Linked DNA regions of Oryctolagus cuniculus: region 1 is linked to region 2. The links are chromatin contacts, called in public Micro-C maps. All regions are on one chromosome and are shown on one strand. Each heading gives the region's core, a stretch centred on a gene start, on an enhancer-like site or on the middle of the called end of the contact. The rest is flanking DNA. Distances are from core to core; before and after follow the strand shown. Region 1 holds the start of SHB (SH2 domain containing adaptor protein B). Region 2 holds the start of SLC25A51 (solute carrier family 25 member 51).

Region 1 (2,928 bases), core at 159-2,658, 130 kb before region 2:
GTCAGTCCCTGCTTCAAGGGTGCCTGAGTGGTCACAGCACAGTAGCCCCAAGAGGCCCGAGTTGGAGCTGCTTCTGCCACTCCTTCCCTGGGGCTGCAGGCCTGAGTCCGGGGCCACAGAGAGAGGAAGAGGGAAGAGCTCTGAGAGAGATGGGGCCTCAGAGTTTGTCTTCCACCTCCAGCGTGGCCAGCAGACAGTCCCTAAGGAAAGAGCTCCTCACCTTGCTGTCCGCCATGTCAGCTCCTACTGTTCCTATAGGGCAAAGGGCACATCAGCTCCCCCAGAGCCCATCTGTGATACACAGGTGGTAAACACAGAGGCTCTCTCTGGGCTATTGTTTTGGAAATCCACATTCTTAGAATTTCTCAACACGTTAGGGTTAAGTCATATTCTGATGCTTGCCCAGTGAAAATCAAGTAGCACCGGGCCCTTGGCAGCGGTATCTCTCAGCAGCACGGGCATGGGGCCTGCCACGGGCGGCCCCGGCGTTTCAAAGGGGCACCCTGAGCAAGCTCTACCCTCGTTCTGGCTAACCATCAAAGCATGCTTCGAAGTCGCAGAAGAGAGACGGGTGGGAATGGTATCGGATGGCGCCAGCACGCTTGAGAATGGGAGCCCCAGCCACCCCTGTGACCTTCCTCTGGGCCTCCAAGGCTCCAGGGGGATGACACGGAGCCTCGCCACCGCCTACCAACGTATTAGACGCTTCCAGCCCGCTGTGCCAGGCTGGCAGTGAGCAGGGTTAAAGGCCCGACTTCCGCAGAGGTGAAAAGGTAAGCAAACATTCCGACCGCCCCTTAGCCTCGCTCTCCGATTGGCGCACGGCGCGGCGGCCGCCGCCTATCCCGGCCGCATCCGTCATCTGGGTCGCTAATTTACCCATTAGCATGGATTTCTCCCAAGACCCGGCACACGGGGGCTGAACCGGAGTCGCTGTGCCTTTAAGAAGGGCGACAGGCTCGCTGTCCCCAAGGGCCCTCCACAGCGCATTTCCTCCGCACCGACCACACTGTGAACTAGCCAAAGCCCTGGTTCGTCCACCCCCGCCACCCGGCCCCGACGGTGGGGACCCCCGGGGTGCACGGCGCTCCAGTCCCGGGGGACCGCGCACTGGCTCGGCCTCTGCGCGCTGCAGGCTCGGCCCCGGGTACCTCTCGCCCGAGGCGGAGGCGGAGGCGGTGGCGCCGCGGGACCCCAGCGCTTTCGGGCACGACCCAGGGGCTGGCGCCGGGGCAGCCGCGGGAGGTGGCGCGTGCAGAAGGGGACCCGGGCGAGCCGAGGGCGGCGCTTGGGCCGCGGGGCTGGAGGGCCGGGCCTGCGGGGGCGGGCTGGGGGCGGGGCGCGCGCGCGGGCCCGGGGAGGGCGGGGCGGCGGCGCGGGGCGGGCGCTGGCGGCCCGAGTGTCACACACGCGGCGGCTCGGGAGGCGGCGGCGGCGGCGGCAGCGGCAGGCGCCGCCGAGACGGGCACGGGGGCACGGGCGCGCGGGCGCCGCTGCCTCCCTGCGTGGCTCGCTCTCCCGCGGGCTGCGGGGCCGGGCTCGCCCCGGCGCTCTCGGGAAGAAGGAAGCGGGGGCCGAGGACGCCAAGTTCCCTCAGCAGCAGCAGCAGCAGCAGCGGATCCCGGCCGCGGCGGAGGCTGCGTCTCGGACGGGACAGGAGCGCGCGCCGCGGCGGGGCGCACGGCCGGAGCGGCCGCGGCGGGAGGCGCCGGGCCTTCTGCTCTCGGCGAGGCGGCGGGCCGGGACCCCCATGAGACGCGCCCGCGAGGGGCGCGGGATCCGAAGCCCGGGAGTCGCGCGGCGGAGGCGGAGGGCGGCGCTGCAGCTGCCGGAGCTCCAGAGCTGCCGGCAGGCGGCGGCGGCGGCGGCGGCGGCAGCAGCAGCGGCGGCGAGAACTTGAACTTGGCGTCGGGAGCGGGCGCCCCGGACGCCCCTCGCCGGGGCCGGGGCGCCGAGGGACCTGGGCGGCAGCGCTGCCCCCCGAATGGCCGCGGCGGCGGACCAGGCTCCCGCGCCGCGGCCCTAGGCGGCCTCTCGCCATGGCCAAGTGGCTGAACAAGTACTTCAGCTTGGGCAACAGCAAGACCAAGAGCCCGCCGCAGCCGCCGCGGCCGGACTACCGCGAGCAGCGGCGCCGAGGCGAGCGGCCCTCGCAGCCCCCCCAGGCCGTGCCGCAGGCCGCCTCGGCCGCCTCAGCGTCCTGTGGTCCGGCCGCCGCCTCCTGCTTCTCGGCCTCGTCGGGCTCGCTGCCCGACGACAGCGGCAGCACGAGCGACCTCATTCGCGCCTACCGCGCGCAGAAGGAGCGCGACTTCGAGGACCCCTACAACGGGCCGGGCTCGTCGCTGCGCAAACTGCGCGCCATGTGCCGCCTGGACTACTGCGGCGGCGGCGGCGGGGAGCCGGGCGGGGGCCAGCGCGCCTTCTCCGCCTCGTCCGCGTCGGGCGCCGCCGGCTGCTGCTGCGCCTCCTCGGGCGCCGGCGCCGCGGCGTCCTCGTCGTCGTCCTCGGGCTCCCCGCACCTCTACCGCAGCAGCAGCGAGCGGCGGCCCGCCACGCCGGCCGAGGTGCGCTACATCTCCCCCAAGCACCGCCTCATCAAAGTGGAGAGCGCCGCGGGTGGCGGCGGCGGCAGCGCGGGGGACCCTGCGGGGGGCGCCTGCTCCGGCGGCCGCACCTGGAGCCCGACGGCCTGCGGAGGCAAGAAGCTGCTCAACAAGTGTGCCGCCGCGGCCGCCGAGGAGAGCGGGGCCGGCAAGAAGGACAAGGTAGGGCGCCGCGCGTGGGGAAGCCGAATCCACAGCCCACGTCGGGCTGGGAGCCGCGGCCAGGGCTGCCGCGCAGCGCGCCTCGGCACTCTCCTAGCTCGGTATCCGCCTGCTGCCCCTGAGCGCCCCTCTCTGAACCCACAGCCCGAGGCACGCCCCT
Region 2 (3,017 bases), core at 406-2,905:
GCCTGGCCCATCCCCAGTATTACGGCCATTTGGAGAGTGAACCAGCAGATGGAAGACCTCTCTCAATAAATAAGTTTTTTTTTTTTTTTTAATGAATGGGAGAAGACAGGCCATCTCACAGGCTTGTGAGGGGGTACCTTGACCTCAGTTATGCGTGTTACATACAGGTGGCTTTCAAAGAATTCTTGGAAAATGTCTGAAAAAAAAAAAAACCGGATGATTTCCGTTTTTGCAGAAAATACGTTTATATTTGAATTCTGTTTTCCCACCAACTGTGTGAAAGGCCCTGGTCTCCAGAGGCAGGGTAGTTGCCAGATCAAAACAGTTTTGCAAATGAGCCCAGGAGAAAGGGAGGCAGTCCTGGAGGGCACAGAGCAGCCCCGGCACAGGGCACAAGTCCAGGTCCTGGGGGCGGGGGGCTCCGCAGCGTGGGCCAGTGAGGTCAGCAGTGACGAGGGGCCTCCGCTGGAGCCGAGCACCCGAGGGCCAACAGGACGTGATCAGGAAGCAAGCAGGCCTCCCAGCACAGAGGACAGACTGTGCAGCGTGCGGGGGCGTGCGCCAAAGCGTGCAAGCAAGCTCACGAAAGGAAACCCACAGCCACAGCCACAGCACAGCAGCAGTGCTGGCCCGGGAGGGAACCGGGGGTGTGACGCAGAAATGCGTAGGGGATTGCGGAGGCCCGGGAAGGGCGAGCCAGAGAGAGGGCACTGACCCCTCGTTGGGGTGACCACGGGTGACCTCTCCCTGGCAGAGCCATCTCGCAGTAGCTGAGGTTGCCTGGCAGCGTGCACACGGCTGTTCTCGTGGGCGTTAAAGGCCCGTGGAGGCTGAGGGCGCCAGATAACTTTCTAGAAAGCTTTGTGGGCGGTGGGGAGCAGAGAGTGCCTGCACAAACAGACCTTAAGACGCCCACCTCAGTTCAGTCCCCACCCAGCTCCCAATCCCAGCTTCCCGCTAGTGCTCTTTCCGGGAGGGTTCCCGCCCCCCAGGGAGGAAGACCTGGGCTGAGCTCCGGTTCCTGGCTCAGACTGCGAGCGCCTCGGCCATGGCCAGCCTTTGAGGAGCGACCAGCCAGATGGGAACCTGTTCTCCCCGCCTCCCCGAGAATCCACAGCCCTGCTTTCAACAGCGCTGCACTGCACAGCCGTTCCATTTAAGCAAACATCTCCCAGGGACCTCTTTTCGGGGGCAAGCCCTGAATTGGAGAGCCAGGGAGCGGTCAGACAGCACCCCCTTCCGGGAGCAGCCAGTGGGAAAGACACCTTCCTGAGCGATTATAACATAAGGCAGGCTGTCGGGAGAGCCGCACAAGTCGTGCCGCCGGAAGGCGGAGACAAGAGCGGCCAATTTTGCCGGCGGAGATCAGGGAAGACTTCTAGGAGGACGTAGCAGTAGGACCAGGAAAGCGAAGACTGGATGGGAAAGGGGAAAACAGAATTAAGGAATACAAAGATGTGCAAAACATTGGGAGACTGCTCCGGGCTGCTGGACGGGCTGGCAGGGGAACAGCGACACAGGGCAGCGAGCCAAGCGGAGGGTTGTCGAGCTGGGGAGCGACAGGTGCACACGTGGCCCGGAGGATGTGACCTGCCGCCTGCCGGCCTATTTATGTTTCAGACAATGCCTGTGACTGGGGATTCGCACGAGACAGGCAAACACGCTCTTCAGAATGGTAAATGCCCTCTCCTCCGCTGTGTGGCCCTGGCGTCGTCTTGTAGAGGACACACTCTCTCCCTTGAGCACTAATTAGGCGCCAGGTGTCTGCCTCGGACAGTCCAAATTCCCAAAATCCACCCAGCCACCTGCCCTCCACCTGCTCGGGCGGGGGCTTCCTCTGCGTGCTCCTCCTCCTCCTCTTTGAAGCCACCTCTACTTTTCTCCCAAGTGGAAAAGCCCCTCGTGCTTCTGGGTTTTCTGTCTGGGGTCTTCGGAGCCTCCACGGGACCGGGACTGCGCCTGGCCCTCGGTAGGTCCCTTGGTAGCGTGCGCTGGCCGGGATTCAGGCTGTCTGGGCAGCCCCCCGGGCGGAACGCTCCTGGGGGAGGCGGCAGCCCCCAAGCCGTTCCCGGCAGGGGAAGTTACCCCCCGGGCCTGGTCTCAATCCGGTGAGCTTCCTGCATGGCTGCCCACAGCTGCTGCGCGCATTCCGGTTTGCAAACGACACGGAGAGCCACTGAGCAGGGCTAGGGGACACGGGCCACGCATGGATGTAGAGCTCGGGGACCGGTAGCCTGCCCACAGCCACTCCTGGAAGCGTCAGGACTGGGGCTCTGACCCAGGCTTCCTAATGCCAGGTGCACTGCTCCTTCCAACACCGCGCGAGTTGCCTCAAGTTCAAAGGGAAAAGGGTTTAGAAGGGATCGGTGTGTCCTAGGGCGCGCGTAGCCAAAGGTCCGGGATCCCCGAGCCCAGACCCCAGACACCTCGGAGGAGCCAACCCGGGCATTCTGCGGCGGTCGGCGCACGCGCCGCGACTCCGCGGGCAGGGCGCTAGAGAACGCGCTAGCTGTTTCTGGCACGCTGAGGCCACCGTACGGCATCCAGGATCCCGTGTGGTAGTTAGCGGGCCCCCGGAGCCTGACGCTGCGACCCTCTACCTGGCCCGGTGCAGTAGACAGCGACCCGAGGAGGCCTGCGTCTTCCTGCCACCCGCGGGCTCCGGGAGGCGGCGGGGGGCGGCGTTTGTCACGTGACCCGAAGGGCGCCGAGCGCGCCCCGCCCCACTGCCGGGGGGGGGTGGCTGAGGTCTGCGCATGCGCGCGTGCGGCAGGCTCGCCGGCTCGCTCGCGGTCCTGCGGGCGGGCGGCTGCGGGGCTTGGGGCCTGAGCGCCTGCGGCGATGGGTGAGTGCGGGGCCGAGCGTGAGGAAGCGCGGAGCTCCCCTCGGCCTCCGGGGGCAAGGCGAGGGCGGCCGCCCTCCGAGGCGGCCAGCGGGTCCTCCGCGCGCGCGCTGCGCCCCAGCGGCTCCCCAGGCCCGGCGGCTGCAGGCCCCGCCCGGGTCGGCGCGCGCGGGCT

What was found. A called contact is a pair of places that touch in the nucleus more often than the background predicts.
Region 1: a Micro-C map of ear pinna shows a contact between it and region 2, with 3 times the contacts expected there. The contact joins the promoter of SHB here to the promoter of SLC25A51 in region 2. A contact is called at or near these places in 2 of 6 Hi-C or Micro-C datasets (ear pinna and an unstated tissue).

The regions. Positions count from the first base shown.
Region 1 is chr1:200,855,359-200,858,286 of mOryCun1.1, reverse strand. SHB (SH2 domain containing adaptor protein B) reads left to right here and starts at 1,408. Exons shown (of 6, transcript XM_002707961.5): 1 at 1,408-2,768. The coding sequence starts at 2,040. All of the region lies in intron 1 of LOC108178823 (a long non-coding RNA gene), which reads right to left.
Region 2 is chr1:200,723,822-200,726,838 of mOryCun1.1, reverse strand. SLC25A51 (solute carrier family 25 member 51) reads left to right here and starts at 1,655. Exons shown (of 4, transcript XM_051843849.2): 1 at 1,655-1,675.